2 separate regions of the Zea mays genome follow, and region 1 is linked to region 2. Evidence: chromatin contacts called from public Hi-C data. All regions are on one chromosome and are shown on one strand. Each heading gives the region's core, a stretch centred on a gene start, on an enhancer-like site or on the middle of the called end of the contact. The rest is flanking DNA. Distances are from core to core; before and after follow the strand shown. Region 1 holds the start of LOC100382214 (Galactolipase DONGLE chloroplastic). Region 2 holds the start of LOC100283746.

Evidence for each region. Hi-C and Micro-C count contacts between places; a contact is called where the count stands out from the background.
Region 1: a Hi-C map of leaf mesophyll shows a contact between it and region 2, with 1.5 times the contacts expected there. The contact joins the promoter of LOC100382214 here to the promoter of LOC100283746 in region 2. A contact is called at or near these places in 9 of 25 Hi-C or Micro-C datasets (ear, endosperm, leaf and 2 more).

What each region holds. Positions count from the first base shown.
Region 1 is chr4:18,671,601-18,676,107 of Zm-B73-REFERENCE-NAM-5.0, reverse strand. It overlaps LOC100382214 (Galactolipase DONGLE chloroplastic), which reads right to left and starts at 2,434. Exons shown (of 1, transcript NM_001174971.1): 1 at 670-2,434. The coding sequence starts at 2,302. The coding sequence ends at 917.
Region 2 is chr4:18,531,181-18,535,557 of Zm-B73-REFERENCE-NAM-5.0, reverse strand. LOC100283746 reads right to left here and starts at 2,408. Exons shown (of 7, transcript NM_001156645.1): 1 at 1,963-2,408; 2 at 1,403-1,478; 3 at 12-63. The coding sequence starts at 2,324.

The DNA of each region.
Region 1 (4,507 bases), core at 1,185-3,684, 140 kb before region 2:
AATGTAACGAGATTTTGTAGATTTTTCTTGGCTAGAATTAAATAAAAAATGGTTATTAGATAAGAACTTATGAGTTGAAAACTTTGCTGTATATACTTCGTTTGATGCTTATGGTAGAACGAAGTAAATATTGTTTTTGTCATGCATGGAAACATAATTGCTTGTGATGTATGTTTGGTTTATTCGAATTTTAAATGGAATTGCCTCCTCTGGCGGAAAATATGTGGCAATAATTTTTTTAAAGATAACTATTTAGCGGTTATGCAACTAAATTACCTCTAGAAACCAATTTCCAGAGGCAAACTGCGAACACATTCTTCATCTCGATTGAAGTGAAGCGATCAAATTCAGTTTTTAGCCGCAAAATTTGATTGACTCTCTCACCCCCTCTGATGATCTCACCGGTCCTTTACAAACCTTTAAATAATATGCCAGTGTAAAAGAACTTATATCAGTGGTTGGCTTAAACCAACCACCTCTAAAAATGCTTTTACACTGGCGCTAGTGCAAATATATTTTACCCCTGGTGGCTGGCTTAAACAAGTCCCAAGTGTATAAATAGGTTAACACTGCCACAGTTTAAGAAGGCACCTGTGAAGTTCGTGAATTTCATGATCTTATGCGAGTGAAAATAGGCGTAGTAGGACCAACAGTACAAAGCTTCGTTATACTAGAATGCTGTTTAAACAATTTGTGATGGCTAGAAATTAGCAATTCCGAGTATATGTATTAACTATGATCAGTATTTCTTTTGATTGTTTTTGTTACCTTTCATGTACAATTCCGAGTTTCCCCCCTTAATTTCCACTCTTCTCTACCTCGTTTTACCGACAAGATGAATGAATTTACAAGGGCATCTATGTTTCATATCCCCCACAAAAAATGGGAATGAAATTGGACCCCTGTATCAATCAATCTACAACCCAATGGCTTGCACTAACTCACCAACTTGGATTGCGGCCATTTGCCATCTCCAAGTATCAAAACTGTGTTGAAGCACAAACTTCATTGCCTTGCTCAAAACATGCTCCCCGTCGTTTTTCACCACTGCAACCTTGTTAGGGCACTTGAGCAACCCTATATAGGCCTCTAGGTCATGCACACAAGCAGGATCTCTCGCCTTGAAGAAATCCAGGGCAAGCTCGACACCGACATGCGTGTAACAGGCACAGCTCCATGGAAGCTCCAACCTGCCGGCCCCGAAGAAGTTCTCGTTCAAGAAGATGCCGGGCAACTTGGTGATAGGGTCATTGACATTTACCACCCTTAGCACCTTCACCCCGAGCTCATCACACCGATTCTTGAACCCAGTGTTGCCAACCCTCGGGCCAGCAAAGGAGTAGACGGTGATCGGCACGGTGTCGCCGCAACCGTCGCAGTTGAGACCGAGCTCGGCAAGGTCGTAGCCCAAGAGGAGGGCGAGGGAGCTGCCCATGCTGTGGCCGGCCAGCGTGATGCTCATCTCCTCGTGTTTGTATTTGCTGATGAGGCGAGTGACCTCGGAAAGCAGCTGGTTTCGGCAGCTGCCGTAGGTGAAGCGGCAGGTGGCGTCGTCGGAGGTGTAGACGGAGAGGAAGCCCGACTCGACCTTCACGTCGGGGCGCGGGTCCGCCGGATCGAACCTGGCCTGCTCGAGGGAGCTCATCATGTTGGCCACCCACTCGGAACCGGTGACCGTGCCGCGGAAGGAGACGACGACGTCGCGGCGCCCGAGCCGGCGCGCCGTCTCGTCGGACGCGACCGCCACGTACCCGATCCACCGGCTCGGGCACGGCCCGGCCGCGCCGGGGAGCGCGATGTCCGGCGCGGCGTAGATGTACCTGGTGACGTCGTACCCGGCGCCGGCCATGCCGACGGCCTCGAGCATCCTGGCCTTGCCGTACTTGCAGTTGAGGTAGCGCTTGGAGCACGCGTCGAGGTCGAACGCCTTGTACGTGGCGGCTACGAGCTCGCCGTACCGGACGATCTCGGCGCGGAGGAGCGGGTGCAGCGGCTCCACCAGGCCGGCCCAGTCGCGGGCGCCCTGAATCTCCCGCCACATGCTCGCCAGCGTCGCCGTCGTCTCCTCGTTCTGCTTCTTCGCCACTCTCTCGGTCATGACGACGACCGGCGGCGCTGCCGGCGTCGTCGTGTGTCTGATGTTCAGCGCGATGGTCGGAGCCGACAGCCGTGTGGTCTGCGGAGCGAATGTGGAGGGCGGCGTGGCCACCGCCGCCGCCGCGGTGGAGGCATTGCCCCGCTGCTGCTGGGGTTTCGCGCATAGGCCAGAAGAAGGCTGAGGTACCGGGAGGTGTACCGCCATTGCTAGCTGCTGCTGATCGATCGATAGGGTGCAGCTTCTCTGGTTCTGCAGCAGCTGCACACGGTTGATTTGTTGTGAGCTCTGGGAGAGAGATCCAAATAAGGAGAGACGACGACGTCAGAGAGCGAGGTCGGAGTTTGGCAGTTAGAGCTGGAGGTGAAGGAGGCTCCCGAGCCTTTATATGGGAGAGGAGGGGACCGACAACGGGTGTGTGTGTGTGTATCCGTTTTCTCGCGAGACGTGTTGGCTAATTGGAAAGCGAGAGAACAAAGCACATCTTGCACGTTTGCGCCCGGGGATTTGACCGGAGGTGGAGCAGCGTGGAACTGGTGCCCTCTCCTTTCCTTTTTCACTCTATTTTTTCCTTCAGATTTGCATTTAGGTCCATGAACTCTGACCATTTAAAGCTCAAGCTTTAATGTGTTTTGTTTTCTCAAACAATTGACTTGGAGCAGTACTATTGTTCGTAAGGAATAAAATTGTAGCGAAATGCACATTTTCTAGATTTTGCCAACGCGTACAAACTTGCTTCATTTTTATTCAATTCACGAACGCTCCTCCTTATTCCCGTTTTCCAAATTATAAGATATATACACTATACATACATGTATTGTTGACATTTGATTTTAATCCCCTGAAAGTATTACAAATCAAGGCAACATAGTGAAATTGAGCTTCATTTTCACCATGTTGTTCTATCATCTCCAGAGAGAAGCTTGATACGCAAGGAAAAGATGAAGGGATAGATAAACAAATGAAGTATTTAAAACAGAAACATAAATGATGTTGAACCAAGGTACACTCAACAATCATACAATTTAAATATATAGAGAACAATGTTATGTAAGGTTTCCTCTTTCTTTATTAATCAAAGGTCTACATAAGTACCTTATAATAAGGAGAAAGAGAGAAAGATACAACTTCGTATGAAGAGCAGTGGGCCTGATTCCAATTGAGGAAAGGAAAAAATCATGTAACTAATGCATGCCACTGTTCATCTATTTATAGTCGCAGAGTACAACTTTAGCGAATTTACAACTCTGTCCTATAACATATACATTTAAACTATCATACATACCGATGACAATGTTGTCCTTTCCTTCTCACGTCCTGAACTTTTGGGCTTCGAAAGTTTCTTGTGATTTTATTTAGCTTCATGGAGTATGCGTACATAGTGTTTGCCCGAAGCTTCTTCTCCTTAGAGTTCATGTGCGTCGGTAGATTTGGCCGAAGCTTACCTTCGACATTAGCCCCACAACATATAGAACAAGGTAGACAACAATTATTGAGTTCGTGGTTTGAGGACCTTCGATAGAAGAAGGCCTCCAACATCTATTAAAACTATGTATTTAGAAAAGCCAAAATATCTTATAGTACAAAAGAGAGAGTACAAATTGTATGTTGCCAAAACAAGAAAAACCATAATATATTTTTTATTGTGTGTTTACTTTTGGTTTAAGGACGTGTTTGGCAAGGCTCTGCTCCACTCTAGAGCAGCTCTATTTCAAAACTCTGGGTGGAGCAGCTCTGCTCTAGAGAGTTTTGATTGGTTTCTCGTAACCAGTGGCGGATAAATAACTCCAGACTCCATGTTTAGGTTGTTTTTTTAGAAATTTCAGAGCAGCAGCAAAACAGGTACTCAAAAAATTTGTACCGTGGCTCTGAAAACTCTATAGAATTTGCAACTCTTAAGCTATGGTGTTTGGCAGGCTCTAGCCAGATCCTGCTTGGAGTTTTGTTCCAAAGCCATGCCAAACACGCCTAAATGTAAATCACTGCCTTCGACAATATTAAAAAAAATTAAAGAATTAAATTTTGTACATTTTTCTTGAATTGTAACCTCTAGAAACTTTATAGAAACTTTAGCAGTTACATATGAGTACACGTTTGGAATAAATTTAATGTAAAAAAAGACATACATGTTTCATATTTTATATATATGTAAGCCATGGGAATTAAGTTTGTAATTAACACACGGATAACACACCATTGTAAGAATAAAGTGTGGATGACATATCTTCTCACTCTCTAGCTCATCAGAATACAATATCATCTCCATAGAATAAAGCGTTCAGTGTGTCATTCACCACCACTTTTGCATTGGCTGCTTTCGAATGCAGCTCTATCCAATCTACGTGAAACCGTGTACCAAGGGACAAGGGTGTTTGTTAAGAACCATGGACGGTGAGCTCCAACTGCTCACGC
Region 2 (4,377 bases), core at 1,159-3,658:
TTTGACCTCACCTTGCAAATCAAACGATCTGCCATCCTTGAAGAACTTTTTGGCCAGCTCATTCTGAAAGCAACAAATAGAATGACAAAAACATGACTTATGCAACAACAGCAACAACAAGTCAACAACAACAAAACCTTTCAGTCCCAAGCGAGTTGGATAGGCTAGAATTAAAACCCCACAGAACCCAAGTCAAGGTTCATGCACATGGATAGCTGTTTTCCATGCACTTCTCCTATTCAAGGCTAAAACACATGACCTATGGTGTCCAAAAAAATTGTGTAACATGTTAAGATAATAAAAGGTATGTAACAAACCTTTGCATATCTTTTGGTCACAGTTTGAGGTACACAGAGAACAAAAAAGGCATCATATATTCTGGTGTTTCCATTATCTTTTTAAAATTATTGTGACACTGCAGGTGTAAAGAAAACAGATAAGCAGTTTCACTGCTACAATTCAAAAATGATATTTTTCACTCTAACTGAAATAAATAGAGTATAAAAGTTCTTCAGAAAAATGGTACTAATACTTGATATCTGAATGGTACAGCTCAAATCATCAGTTCAGCCAAAAATCCTAAATCCACATCACATACCATGACCCTCTATCAAAATTGTTGATACAAAAAGCATTTTAACTTTTTTCTCCTTTCCTACATAGTTTTTTATAATTAATAAAATAGTTTGGATCTGTAAACTTTGCATTTCTTTATGCAAACTCTGCAATAGGCTCCTAGCTGAGTTGATTAGGTGCCTTACGTAGCACTACTCAAGTCCTCAGTTCGACTCCCCGTGGAAGCAAATTTCTAGGCCAAGGTTAGAAAAATCCCCTCATCTCCCTGATGGCAAAACATAGATCTAAGTTCCAACCCTAGTCGTGATTGTTTCTATAGGGACTACGGTGCCGCTATATATGGGTGGGGCAGGGGTCCGAGGGTTTTTTCAACCTGTGACATCTTATTAATGCAATGCCTATTGCCTAGGGGCTGCCTTACCCCTCCCAGATTAAGTTTTCGTTTCTATAGGGACTACGGTGCCGCTATATATGGGTGGGGCAGGGATCGGGTGTTTTCTCAACCTGCATGACATCTTATTAATGCAATGCCTAGGGGCTGCCTTGCCCCTCGCAGGTTAAGTTTTTTTTCTTAACTATGATCTGCATGATTCCTTACAATGTTTTCAATAATGGATCTCTGGATGTAGGAAGCAAGAACAGTGAGTATGGAAACCTAAGAAAATTCAAGCAGGATTAGTCCAGCATGTATTCCTATGCACAAAGAAAAAAAATGACACGCATGACTCATTTAAAACCAGATAATGCAAGATCAAATGACATCAAGCATATGCCACTAGTACATATACCACACATACAAATACTACACCAAGCATCTAGAACTTACCTCATCAATCAGTCCTTTCTCAAATTCTGACCAAGCCGTTGGATGCTTGGCTTCTAGTAGTTCCTTCATGGACATTCTGCAAAAAAAAAAAAATAGAGATAGACAGATGAGAATGTAGTGCAATAATCGCAAACATCAACACAGGCACAGGGCAAGTGTCTGAACTACAGTTTACTGGCATAACAAAGCAAAAGGACGTACAGAACGAAAGGTAACAAAATGGTTGGCAACACCTAATCACATTTCAGCCGTGCTATTTCATCAATAAATTCACAGAATACCATACGAATTAACCAGGTCATGTTAGATTTTGTAATATTACACCAAACCAATCCTTTCGGCTAGCACTACCACAGTTCGCAAATTCTCCACCAACAAACCGATCACGGATACAATCCACCACAACACAGACAAAAATACTATTTATAACACCTTACAATATACTACTCCGCAGAATCAAACATGCATTCCGTCGAACGATTGAGCGACACACCTTAATCCACCCCACCCGACAGACCGCACAAATAAGTAAACGAGAAGAGCCGCGGTATGTACGGAACTGAAAGAAGCCGGGGATGTGGTGGTAGAACGGGTCCCGGACGAGGGTGTCCATGACGTCGAACAGCAGCACAGGCAGCTTCCTCGTGCCGGCTGCCGCCTCTGACCCCGCGGCCACGGAAGCGGCGGAGAAGGGCGACGACATGGATGGCGCAGGCGGCCGCTGCGAAGAGGCGGACTTAGCGAGGAAGGCGAGTGAGGGAGCGCGAGGGAGCAGCGAGACCATGGATGCAGGCGAGAAAGAAAGGAGTAGCAGGAACCGAGAAAATATATCCGATCCGCCGGCGATACAAACAGGTGCTCGCGTGAAAATTGAGGAAATTCGAAGTTCGTCGTCTTGGTCCGAATGAGTGAATAAGCTCATCTCCAGGAGAATCTGCGTATAGATGTTTTTCACTATTTATGGCTTAAAGGTTTGAAATAAAGAGTGAGATCTAGATAGAATAGAGAATTATATTGTTATGCATGGCTAAGCCTATATTAGGCGTAATAAGGCAAAGACTGCTTAGACGGGGCCTAAGACTCAATAGCTAATAGATCAGCTCTATCTAGTTAGGTATACTTATCCAAAGTTAGTAGATAGACTTAGATCAACTCTATCTAGATAGTTATACTTATCCAAAGTTAATAGATAGACTTAAGATAGCTCTATATATAGATCTGTAAACTCTGGAATAAAGATAAGCAGAATTCTAATCTATTCTACCTTCCCAGAGGGAGCCAGAGTCTCCTGTGATCTTCTCCCTACGCGCGACCCAGCCAGGATCACGACGGCGCCTCAGCACCGCCGCCCTGGTCGCACCAAATCCCCACCCTACAATCTGCACAATCTCCCCGGTAGAATTCGTAGTTCTACCAATCTAGTATCAGAGCCCTCGACGATCATGAGTTCCTCCAAGTCGTTGTCACCGGGACAGCAGCCGCCGCCGGCCACAAGCCCGCCCGCAGCGCCGGTCGTCTCCCTGGCCGCGGTCCCTGCGCCGTCGGAGGCCATGGCGCTCGGCCCTCCCGGCGCGGCCATCAACCAGCAGGCCACCCCCGCGCTCACACCGGACCAGATCGCGGCGTCCTTGGCGGATCTCAGCCACACCATGCGCGATATGCAGATCACCATGAACGTCATGCTGACAGGCCACCTCCCCTTCCCCAATCCACAAGCCGCCCATCCACCCCAGCCGCCGCACCCGTCCCTGACGGCGCAGCCACCGTCGGCCGCACTGCCCCCACCCACGCAGCCACCTGCGCCACTCCCTCCACTCGCCCGGCAACCAATCTCTTACCAGTACGGCATGTCGATCGACCCCGGGCCTTCATCCACCGCACCACCGACCACAGCCCCCATCCATATGATCCGCTTCCCACCATCCCCATCCCCCATCCCATCTTGGGCGCAGGGCGCGCCTACGGTTTCACCACCAGTGTACTCCGAGGCACTCCTGCGACCGGCCCTCACGACTTCCTTACCCAGCAGCGCCGCCGGTGGGCCTCCCGGGGTGCTGTTAGGAGGCGGCGACGGCCCCCTGTTCCTGGGTCAGGGGCCCTTGCGCCCCCACGTACCCGCGGCGACAACAGCGTGGTCACCGTACCACGGGCTGCCTCAGGACAACGACGTGGAGACCGCAGCCTACGGGGGCGCTGAGGCGCGCGCGCCTCCACGCTACTACAAACTGGATTTCGCCACATACGATGGCTCCGAATATCCGCTGAACTGGCTAAATCATTGTGAGCAGTTCTTCCGGGGGCAGCGCACGCCAGCCTCGGATCGCACGTGGTTGGCCTCGTACCATCTTAAGGGGCCAGCACAGACGTGGTACTATGCCCTGGAACAGGACGAGGGCATGCCGTCTTGGGATCGCTTCGCCGAGCTGTGTCGCCTTCGCTTCGGTCCAGCAGTGCGCGGTTCTCGCCTTGCGGAACTGGGACGCCTCCCCTTCCTGTCCACGGTCCAGGAGTACTCGGAACGCTTCCAGGCGTTGTTGTGTCGAGCTCGGGACGTCTCCCCCATGCAGAAGACGGAGTTATTCGTGGGCGGCCTCCCCGAGTACTTGTGGGTGGACGTTGAGCTGCGCGATCCGCAGAATCTACAAACTGCCATGTACCTGGCGCGGGCGTTCGAACGGAGCGCGGCGACCTAGCCCCCATCCCAGTAGCGCGGGTCGCGACCACCGCAACGAGCGCAGGGCTCGGGTCGCGTGACACCAACACCGCCCGGGGCTCTACCGACCGGTACGACGACGCCAGGCGATAGTACGACTCTGACACGCCCATTTCGCCGATTGTCCCCGGCCGAGCAGCAGAAGCGGCACCGACAGGGGCTCTGCTTCAACTGCGATGAACCCTACGTTCGGGGACACGTCTGCCAGCAGCTGTTCTACTTGGAGGTCGACGAGACGGTCGGTGAGGGTGGGGTCGACCCC